3 separate regions of the Mus musculus genome follow, and all the other regions are linked to region 1. A link is a contact called in public HiChIP or PLAC-seq data. All regions are on one chromosome and are shown on one strand. The core of a region is the stretch at or near the end of the contact, and the rest is flanking DNA. Distances in the headings are between cores, read along the strand shown. Region 1 holds the start of Thnsl2 (threonine synthase-like 2 (bacterial)). Region 2 holds the start of Chmp3 (charged multivesicular body protein 3). Region 3 overlaps Eif2ak3 (eukaryotic translation initiation factor 2 alpha kinase 3).

Region 1 (3,294 bases), core at 463-2,962:
TCCCTTTGGCCTCCCCTGACCCTGGAAATGGAGCCCAGGCCTATCCTAGGCAATTACTCTGCCACTAAGCTCCACCTCCAGGCCTGAAGTTGTGGCTTCCTCCTCCAGGTCTGTGACACTTGTGGGTCCACAGTGAGCTGACACACACCACTCTGCTGCCTACAAATGCACGTGCATTCAGCTTAGAAGCAAGGCTGTGCTAAATTATCAACCAGGCAGGTCCCACCTTTTGACATTGCAACATAACTTTGCTATCTACAAAGTTCAGGCCTCAGAATGGTGCCATCAAGTTATAAGAGCAAGAGATACATGAAATCACATAATGTTTTAAGTAAGCTTAGAATTTTGTTTTGGGCCTCCCTATTCATAGCTATTCTCAGTCACATGCATTAGACATGCCTGAAACCAAGAATATTATCAAATAGAACCAGGGTGGATAATGTAATGCTGGGCAATGGGTATAAACAGAAATGACGTTAGGAATCTGGGACACAGGAATCAGCCCACATAGGAGTCCATGACATGGGACATAGGCACAGCTGCTCAGAAGGCAGAAGCAGGGCCAGGAGGTCAAAGGCTTAGCAGTGCCTTCAGTAACTGCAGGGAGTTCTGGAATGCTGTGAACAACGTTAGAGCAAACTGCCCTGAAATCCTTGCTGCATAAGGATTCTGGACCTGACTAAAGGAAATGCAGCCAGGGAGTTCTACTGATCAAAGGGCTGGGGGTGCTGGGACAGGGCAGAAGCAGGTGGAGCTATGAGGAACATTTTTCCAAAGCCCTGTCCTTGGTCCTCGGTAGAATGGACCACATGATACCCGGGCACTGAGGTGGGGATTCTGCAACCCAAGAAAGACATGAACAAGGCACAGAGGTGAAGAAAGCCCGGCTTGAGCTAAGCATGTGCCAGAATAAGAAGATGGCTTGATTAGCAAACAGTCCCAAGCTTCTCACAGGATTAAGGGCTGTCGGTCGGTTCTGAAAGATCACTTCAAGGGACAGCGCAGAAAAAGCTACAAGAAACAGCTAACGACTTTTTTTTTTTTTTTTTTTTTAAGACTGTTGTGTCAGGGCTCTGGACTCAGATCTCCGCTGTACTTTACTGTGATAATTACTTTTTGGAACGTTTCTGGATTTTATTCCAGAGCGGAGACAGGGCAATAACCACGATAAATAATAACAGTAATCCCGCCTTTGGGGCGGGATTCGGCGCGGCGGTAGCGGAGGTGGGGAGGCATGGAGTCTCGCCCCTAGTGGTAGATCACTACTCCTGGATTGGAGTTTAAAGCAAGGCCTGGGAGGGCGGGCGGTGTACACCCGCTGGCGAGCTCGCCGAACCCTAAGACCCCATCCCTACCCTCTGAACACAGCGCACTGTCCTGAGTTTCCGGGTTACTCCCACACTGCCGAACCCTGGCTGCAGGAGAAAAACATGAGAAATCCTCCACCCGCGCGGGCTGCTAGGGCTATTGGGGCTGCTGCCATCCTAAGGCCCCAGCTGGCTTTAAAACGGTGGCCCGGAAGCCAAGCTGAGCTACGGGACCAGGACAGCAGCCAGAAATCTGACGTGTCACCGTGGAGAGCGCGGGGTGGGGGGCACGCAGCAGAGAACTGGGCGAGGTTACCGTAGGGGCGCGGAGCTGCCTGGAGACCCGAGTCCAGTGGGCGACGCGCACAGCTCTGACTTCCCTGAGCCGGAGGTTCTGAGTTTAAAGCCAAAGCTGGGGAGGAGCTCCTACAGAGGGCGGAGGAGGGGGAGTGGAGAAGGGACTTCGGGGAGGGGTAGAAGACAGAGCTTGGAAGACAGGAGTAGGGGGGTCGGGTGGGGGACAAGGCAGACACCGGAACACTAGCCTTTGTGTTCAATGAGTGCCTTTCAGACTCTGGATTCTCTTTTAGACTCATGATCTTCGCTGAGACTCGATAGAATAAAAGACGGTGACATTTTGTTCTGTTTTTATTTGTTTGTTTACTTATTGAGAGACCTGTCTCTATGTAGCTCTGGCCACTCAGGAGATTGTATGTAGAGCAGGCTGGCCTTGAACTCACAAAGAGATCTGCCTGTCTTTGCACATCCCTTTCCTAACTCCTCCACCGAGTGCTGGGATTAAAAGCTTTGTTTTGTTTTTAGATGAGAAATCAGAGGGCAATGTGGGAAGAAGGACTTAGCCTTCCACCATTCCATCCTTTGGCTTTCAGGATTCTGGTTTACATAAATCCAAGAGCCTGTGCTAAAATCCACCAGATGGGTGCATCATTTAGCTAAAAAATTCTTAATAGAACAATACTATCTATAGAAGCGTAAGTCTGACTCAGTTTCCCCCTCCCCTTCCTTTTCTCTATGTTCTCCCCCCTTCTTCATGGAAGCTGGTTATACAGTAAAGGATGATCTTGAAGTCCCGATCTTCCATCTCCATCTCCTGAGTGCTGACATTACAGACTTGTGTTACCAACGGCTTATGCTGGGAATCGAAGCAGAACTTTGTGTGGGCTCGGCAAGCACCTTACCAGTGGAGCTGCAGTCTCAGGCCCTAATTTATTTTTCAGGGAGGGAAAAAAGCAAGAATTTGGGGTATTTTTTTCTCCAAACATGATCAAATGTCCCAGGATTTACATTCACGCTCCAAGATAAACATAGGTTTGAAGATGGACCAGACAAGTACAGTCTAAGATTTATTCTTAGCCCTGGCCTTGGCCTGGTCTTTGCCTGTCTCCTTCCTCCTCCTGAGGCCTGTGCTTATTCAAGTTGCCTGCCGTCTAGTCCTCCCCTACACAGGCCATCCACTAGGCAACAGTGTGTGAAGCTGCCCCTGAGTAGCCAGCTCAGTCTCCTGGTAGAAGGCACTGAGAGACTGTCCCTGCTCAGGATATGGGATAGGCCTTCTGAGTACAAAATGGGCCAGGGACTTGCCATAGAGTTGACAGAGGTCAGAGGCACCAACCTATTGAGGGATACAGGTCAGCCATGGACCTTCTCCAACGTGTTTCTGTACTTTCCATGAGGTGCATTTAACCATTCAGAAGCCAGGAAAACTGGGACTCACAAAAGTCAGCAGTGTTTGTTACAGTGTTCCCAAAGAAATCGCATCCAAGGACAGCCTCCCTGCCTGGCTCAGGCAGGCCTACAGGACAGCACCACCCTGGGGCCCAGAGGGAGCCCAAAGTTCTTCTGTGAAGTGTACTTTGACTTCTCACCAAGGAGAGGAGCTAAAGGCTGGAGACAACTAAGTTAATCATTAGGGGTTACTGCCTCTGGGGTGTTCAAGACAGGAACTCCAGGAAGAAGGCTGGACTTT
Region 2 (3,294 bases), core at 220-2,719, 400 kb after region 1:
GGTCTTTCCAACTGAGCTTTTAACCAGAGTTGGGACTTGTTGTCTTGGGCTTCTCTTTGAGGCTACTGCTTGTGCTGGGGAGATTCTTCTGACCCTCCCTTTGTTGTGTTCGAGTACCCCGATATGAGAATACCTCTTATCTATAGTGTCTTTATGATCAGACTTTCTAAATTAAAAGAGGCAAGTTTGCTAAAAGCAAGGAGAATTAGTTGTTGGAGTGGTAGGAGGAAAGGGCTGGCTTGGTAGCAAATAAACAAATACTCTGAAAACAAACAAAAGTAAACAAACCCTCCCTCTGCATGAGAACAAAATAACAGGGTATCCAACCAGTTCAGAATAAACCAATGGACCATTGACAAAACACAAGGAAGGCCAAAGCTCAGAAGGAATTCAGCATCCACCTGAAGACGCAGCACAGCCAGGCACAGAACGCTTCATGTTCGTACCTGGTGCCCACCCGGGTGAAAGTGTGAATTAAAATGGGCAAAGTGGATGGCAGGTGCCATAAGTATGCCAGTTTAGTTCCTTTGTGTTTTAAAAGAGATTAGGAAACAAAAATCAGTAAAGGCCAAGGGAAGAGTCAGAGGAATGGATGTGGACAACATATCACATTCATGAATGAAATTCTCCAACAATAACATTTTAAAAATAATAAAGAAAATTAGGAGTCTGATTTCCTCTCCACCCAGCCAGTGGCCATATTACAATTTATAGAAAGCTATGATATGAAAGCCAGAACATATGCAGACTTAACTGTAAGATATACTAACTGGTTCCTTCCCAGAGGGAATAGACAATGGACCCAGGTTGCCTCTGTTCCATTAGAGAATATTTATGTTTATCATTAAAGTTTCAGTAAAGAAAATAGGGTTTTTTTTAAAAAAGATTTCCCCGGTGTTTGTTTTTTAAAGGTAAGATGAGGCTGTAGAAGTGGCTTCCTGTTCTTCCAGGGGCCCAAGTTTCCTTGCACAGTTCCTTGTCTATGAATCCATTTCTTTAATGTGTGCAGAATGCAAGTCTTTTGTTATCTCTTCTTTAAAAGTTAGTTTCAGCTGACTCGTGCAGGTCTGTTTAACCTTAATCTTACAAGCGAAACAAATGTTATAATCTGTTGAATCAATCCCTTCTTCTCCAGCTTCAGCATAAGATCACTGCTAGAACTTTTAAGACTTCCTACAAAGGGGAAAGAAGGCGATGTCAAGTTTTCGAGTAGGTGTGTAGATTTGCAGTCTGTGAGGTGACTACGGACCCAAAGAGAAACCCATCCACAAATATCTGGGAAGTGGTTGTAAATATGCGTGACAGCGTTGAGATATATATTTCTGGGCTAGCTGACAGGTTTTGGGTGTAGGCAATAAATATCTTAAGAGTTACTTCTATACTTCACTTAAGCTCCCTTATGAGCAATGGTGTCATCCACACTGTAGAACCCCACCCAACTTAACTCTGCGCCTGCGCCGCGCGCGTGCGTACTAGCCCTGCTGCCGCCGCGCCCTTCTCTGGGCGTCTGATTCCCTTCCTCCCAGCCCCGCCCAGGCGGCTGCCCGTGACCTGCCTGGGCGCAGGGAACGGAAAGTCGGAAGGGGTAAGAGGAGTTCAGTTCATCATGGGACTCTTTGGAAAAACCCAGGAGAAGCCTCCCAAAGAGCTGGTAAGGGCCAGCGACCGGGGAAGCTCCGCAGCGGAGGTGGGAACAGCCAGCTGCGCTCTCAGGCTGGCCCCTATTTCCGGGGCCTTCCACTCTGCCGAGGGGCCGAGGGAAGAGTTTAGGATTGGGATGTGAGGAGAAGCGCGCCTTGGCCGCTCGGCGTCCGACCCGGGTGTGTAGGGCCTGGTTAGGAGCACCTCGGCCTCGCCCCCAGGCGCTGGAGGCGCCACGCCGCCGGGCCCCGAGGAAGCACTCTCTCCCCTGCGCGCGGTGGTACGGGCCGCCCGGAACCTTTCTCCTGCGCAAGCCCCGCCCCCGCGCCGGCCTGCAGACCACCCGGAGGACTTGCCCTAGACCGGAAGGTTGTGTGCGGTGAACCGGGTCGGAGCCCCCAAAAAGTCCAGGCACCTGCCAGGCAGGTCCTTTTCTCGCTCTCCTCTGTGTGCAGGGAAGCCCGACTTGTGTTTATTCTAGAAGCTCAGTTCTCTCAGGCCCTACCCATAAGGATGCTACCGAAAACAGTTCGGATCCTACTCTGAATCCTTAGATCTGCCTATCAATTGAGTTATTTTAGAAACCAAGTATCAGCCGCCTAAGTTTGAGTCCTACTTTTAGACGTCTCGGCTCTCTGATCTCGAAAAACTTGTCCGAGACTTCTCCTATGTCAAGTAGGAAGAGTGCTACCGCAGTAATTGACCATTGAAGGATGTGAAGTTTGAGCTAGTAGTGGTAGTGAAGGTGCATTCTTTTTTTTGTTTTGTTTTTGTTTTTTTCGAGACAGGGTTTCTCTGTGTAGACCTGGCTGTCCTGGAACTCTCTTTGTAGACCAGGCTGGCCTCGAACTCAGAAATCCGCCTGCCTCTGCCTCCCAAGTGCTGGGATTAAAGGCATGCGCCACCACCGCCCAGCGTGAAGGTGCATTCTTTACACACCCAGCCTTATTACTGACCACCAGTAGTCGCACCAACAGTACCAGCTCCCAGCACATAGCACTTGTGGGGTCCCATTCCAGACCTACTAAATCAGATTTAAATTATGACTATCCCGAGTGGTTAGAATGTGCCTTGACCTTTGAGAAGCACTGTTTCTACAGCACTCAAACTTGTCCTTCTAAACCTTTAGTTCACTTATGGAAGTGTAGCTGTCAAGCCAGTCTAATTAACGTTGCCATTTTCCGGTGCGTGTTCTTTTTTTTTTTTTTTTTTAAGAGGGGTACTTTACTAGAGGAGAAATTGACATTACATTCTTAGCAATGACACTTATTATTTAAAATAATGGAAACGTTAAACGAGTAATGTACATACCAGGCATAAGTTTAAATAGTAATAAGACTGTTTTCTTTAGACTATCTCAACTTATGGATGACAAAGCTAAAGCCACACACTAGTAATGATTTACTTATCTTCAAGAAGAGTATACAAATACCACAAAATGGTCTACATAATGTTCTGAAGTGAAATTGTATGCTTGTCTCATTTAAGTTCCACATGTTCAGTTTTATACGAGAGAGCAAAATGTAACAGGTGAATGAAAGTTCTTAATAAGAAAAGGTTTTAAGAGATGCAGTGTGGCCTGCAGTTCAGCTGCTTGGTCATTTTCAGGACATTCCTGAAAGCAAGAGTTCAAGGGCAGACTAGACAGTGGCT
Region 3 (3,294 bases), core at 517-3,016, 270 kb before region 1:
ATTTCGCCTGTGCAGTTCACAGTCTCCTAACACAATAGGAAGTAGTACCAGATCTGAGGCACACAGTCCAGGACATGCATGGGTTAAAAGAAGTTGTTAAGGAATGTGTGAAGTCCTGGATATGGCCCTTCTATAGGACATTGAATCCTTTCTCCAAAAAGGAGTGATTCTCTCTAGAGAGATGGCTCAGTGGCTGCTCTTGCAGAGGACCCCAGTTCAATTCCCAGCACGCAGATGGTGGCTCACAGCTGTCTATAACTCAAGTTCCAGAGGTTCCACTACCATCTTCTGGCCTCCTTGACCACCAGGCATACACATTGTACACAGACATATGCTCAGGTAAAGGGCCCATACATGTAAAGTAGAACAATAAATATATAAACTTTTAACTTAAGAAAAGGGATCTGAAAGAAGCCCCTTCTGTGGTGTGAGGAATCAGACAGAATGTATGTATGTGGACTCCCTCTATAAAGTTAGTCTTTGGGTCGACCTGAGATGTGAACTCTTACGTTCTTACGAACCATCTGGCCAAGTGTCAGTAGTTATTGGAAATCAATACACGAGGGCTGCCGCACTGGCCTCATTACATTTCAGACGTTCAGAATACTTCACAGTAAGTTAAAGTTGAGTATGTGGGCACACAGGAAGTGAAGACGACAGCCAGGACTGCACAGAGAAGCCCTGTCTCTGGGGGACGTAGGAAAGAAGAAGTGAATGGAAACCGTTCACACAGCCGGAGGATTTGTTTTTCTCTAATAGTGTTTGTTCATTTTAATGTCCTTTTCCTGTTCTTCATTCGACGTTCCTTTTCCCCGTGGAAACCAGAGTTCTTATTCCCACTGCAGTCTTTCGGACTGTTCTGACTACATGTGCACATGTGTGTCACTTAGAGTTCTGTTCAGGATCAGAAGTCAAATCACTTTACCCAGCTGTTAGTTCTTGGTAATTGCACAGAAAAGCGCTCTAGATCTTTGGTATTGAGTTTGCTAACCAGTGTGGCAGATCCTTCGTTTTAAAATTATGACGGGGGGGGGGGGGAGAACAAATAGAGGAAATAAATTCAAAATAGCAAGAATTGATACTTCGTTAAATGACCAAAGAGAAACCCAGGTCCCATAATTAGCTTGAAACGCAGAGCAGCGGATCAGAACGAATAGCTGCTCCCGGGGACAGATGGGTGGAATATGGTTATGCATCATCCGTCACTGCAACCTACATTTTTTTTTTTTCTATCAAGAGACTCAAAGCTGACTATCGGAGTGACTCATTCCTTTGCTTAGAGGATGAGGTAATGCTATTGTGAGGGGTGATGTCATCGCTACCTGAACTGCATGCATATAGATCACTGCTCAGGCTCTCCAGGAAAAGCACCATCTGCTTTGATATCCACAGCCTGAAAGGCTTTGCAGAGATTGGTGCAAAGGTCGCCAGCCTCAAGTATGACTCATAGGCAGCCAATCAGCGAAGAGCGGCTGTTGAAAAAGTAAACTTCTAAAACCATAATCCAAACGTATGACAGGATGAATCAATACTGAATCACATTTCTTATATCGTGTGCTTTGCACTCACTGAAGTTACCACCATTGAAGGATTAACCTCTAGATATAAAGCCATTTTCAGGTGGTCAGGCATCACAATCCTTCTTGGTTGATTAAAGCATTTTTTTTCTAATTGGCGATAAATTTTCTGTTACTTTGGAGTGCATAGGTCGTTCAGTGCATGTGAGTTTGACAGCTGCTTTCTGCAGATAGGACCTGCATTCCCTTGGAACCAGCTGCTACTCTAGGGGAAGAGTTGCTAGTAAAAGAGGACACATGTCACAGGAGGTGCTCGCTAATGGTGGCAGACCCACTGAGCCTCCCTTCATTTCGGTGACAGTGTCCCTTTGGATTTACTGCAATCCGATTCTGTCATTCTGTTGTGTAGAGCGTCAGATTCCTAACAGATGATAGAAAACAGACGATAGTGAATACTTGATTTCCTTCATTTGTACCTTGAAATGGTATATCATCTGCATATTGTATCTGTATCTGAAATGGTATATCATCTGCATATTGTATCTGTATCACAACACACATTTGTCGTAATGGCAACTTTAAATCAGATAGTCTTCAAATACAAAGTCAATTGTGTTAAGTAGAGTGTGCTGTTATCAAGAAATATAAGGAAGGAGGGCTGGAGAAATGGCTCAGTTGGTAAGAACACTTAAGTGCTCTACCAGAGGACCTGGGTTCATTTCCCAGTGCCCACATAGCAGCTCACAACTGCCTGTAACCCATGCATGAATAAGGTTTAAGAGGGACAGAGATACAAGGAAACAAATAAGTAGAAATTTTAAACTAAGTAATATCAGGTGACATACATTCGATGTCTTTGGAGAACTTATGAAAACAGCAGATACTAGCTAGACGCGATGGCACATGCCCGGTACTACATAGTGAGTTCTAGGGCAACCTGGGCTACAATATGAAATCTGTCTCAAAACTGCAACAGGAAGGCCATGTAAATATCCTATTTGTTATCAAATTTTCTGCCTAGAAATAACATTAATAATTGTTGCCTGATCTAAATTTTTTACTGTCATGGTTAAAAAATGCAATTTTCTCAGTCTTCCCTTTAAAAAAATTTTTATTGGTACTTATTTTTTTTTCATTAGTCTGAACTTAGGAATTTCTCTCTTTTCTTTGACTAGTGCTTCCTTTGTCTGGCACCATGTGTCCATACTTGTCTTTTGTCATAATGAGATGGTAATGGCCCATCTTGTATCCACTCCACCTCGGTTCTGGGCTCCCATTTCCTTTTGGTAGAAAATTAAAATCTAGATTTTTACTGTAGAGTTAATTAACAATCACTGGATACAAACAAATTATCAGCATTTCTGTGTCTGGTAAATATTCCTATAATTTTGAGATCCTAACAGTTTGAGGCTATAATAGAGTCTCAGCTTCGGTTGCCACAGAAAGTGAAGGAGAGGGCTGAATATGTTACAGATCAGTGGTAGAGCACTCGACTAATACGACGCATTATTTCACTGTCAGTATATTAATTCACTCACCAGGGCCTGAAGCCCAAGGTTCCATCCCTATCCTAGGAAAATTAGATACAGAGTGGGCTGGAGAGATGGCTCAGTGGGTAAGAGCACTGGCTGCTCTTACAAAGGACCCAGGTTCACTTCCCACCACCTGCATGACAACTCACAACCATCTAACACCTGCTCCAAGGGGTCCAGCGCCCTCTCTGGCCTCCATGGGAACTGCATACACAGTACACAAACAAATACAGGCAAAACACATA

Evidence for each region. HiChIP or PLAC-seq counts read pairs in DNA pulled down with a chosen protein or histone mark.
Region 2: a contact with region 1 is called in an H3K27ac HiChIP or PLAC-seq map of extraembryonic endoderm stem cells, with 7 times the contacts expected there. The contact joins the promoter of Chmp3 here to the promoter of Thnsl2 in region 1. A contact is called at or near these places in 4 of 39 promoter capture datasets (embryonic stem cells, liver, macrophages and 1 more), 4 of 484 Hi-C or Micro-C datasets (CD8 T cells, regulatory T cells, stem cell-derived primordial germ cell-like cells and 1 more), 14 of 115 datasets of contacts at active chromatin or transcription factors (astrocytes, bone marrow-derived macrophages, cardiomyocytes and 7 more) and 4 of 9 other capture datasets (adipose tissue, embryonic stem cells, liver and 1 more).
Region 3: a contact with region 1 is called in an H3K27ac HiChIP or PLAC-seq map of microglia, with 3 times the contacts expected there. The contact joins the enhancer-like site here to the promoter of Thnsl2 in region 1. A contact is called at or near these places in 3 of 115 datasets of contacts at active chromatin or transcription factors (T-cell acute lymphoblastic leukemia, kidney and microglia) and 2 of 9 other capture datasets (embryonic stem cells and pancreatic islet).

The regions. Positions count from the first base shown.
Region 1 is chr6:71,142,668-71,145,961 of GRCm38.p6, forward strand. Thnsl2 (threonine synthase-like 2 (bacterial)) reads right to left here and starts at 1,713. Exons shown (of 9, transcript NM_001033929.2): 1 at 1,624-1,713.
Region 2 is chr6:71,542,383-71,545,676 of GRCm38.p6, forward strand. It overlaps Chmp3 (charged multivesicular body protein 3), which reads left to right and starts at 1,470. Exons shown (of 6, transcript NM_025783.4): 1 at 1,470-1,651. The coding sequence starts at 1,607.
Region 3 is chr6:70,871,020-70,874,313 of GRCm38.p6, forward strand. The region is part of intron 2 of Eif2ak3 (eukaryotic translation initiation factor 2 alpha kinase 3); the gene reads left to right. Among named protein-coding and RNA genes, the nearest start is that of Gm23346, 17 kb to the left of the region's middle. Within about 2 kb of position 1,767, at least 188 of the 459 cell types and tissues checked have an H3K27ac peak or open chromatin away from gene starts, as enhancers often do. A contact at or near this core is called in microglia and pancreatic islet, where this site is marked.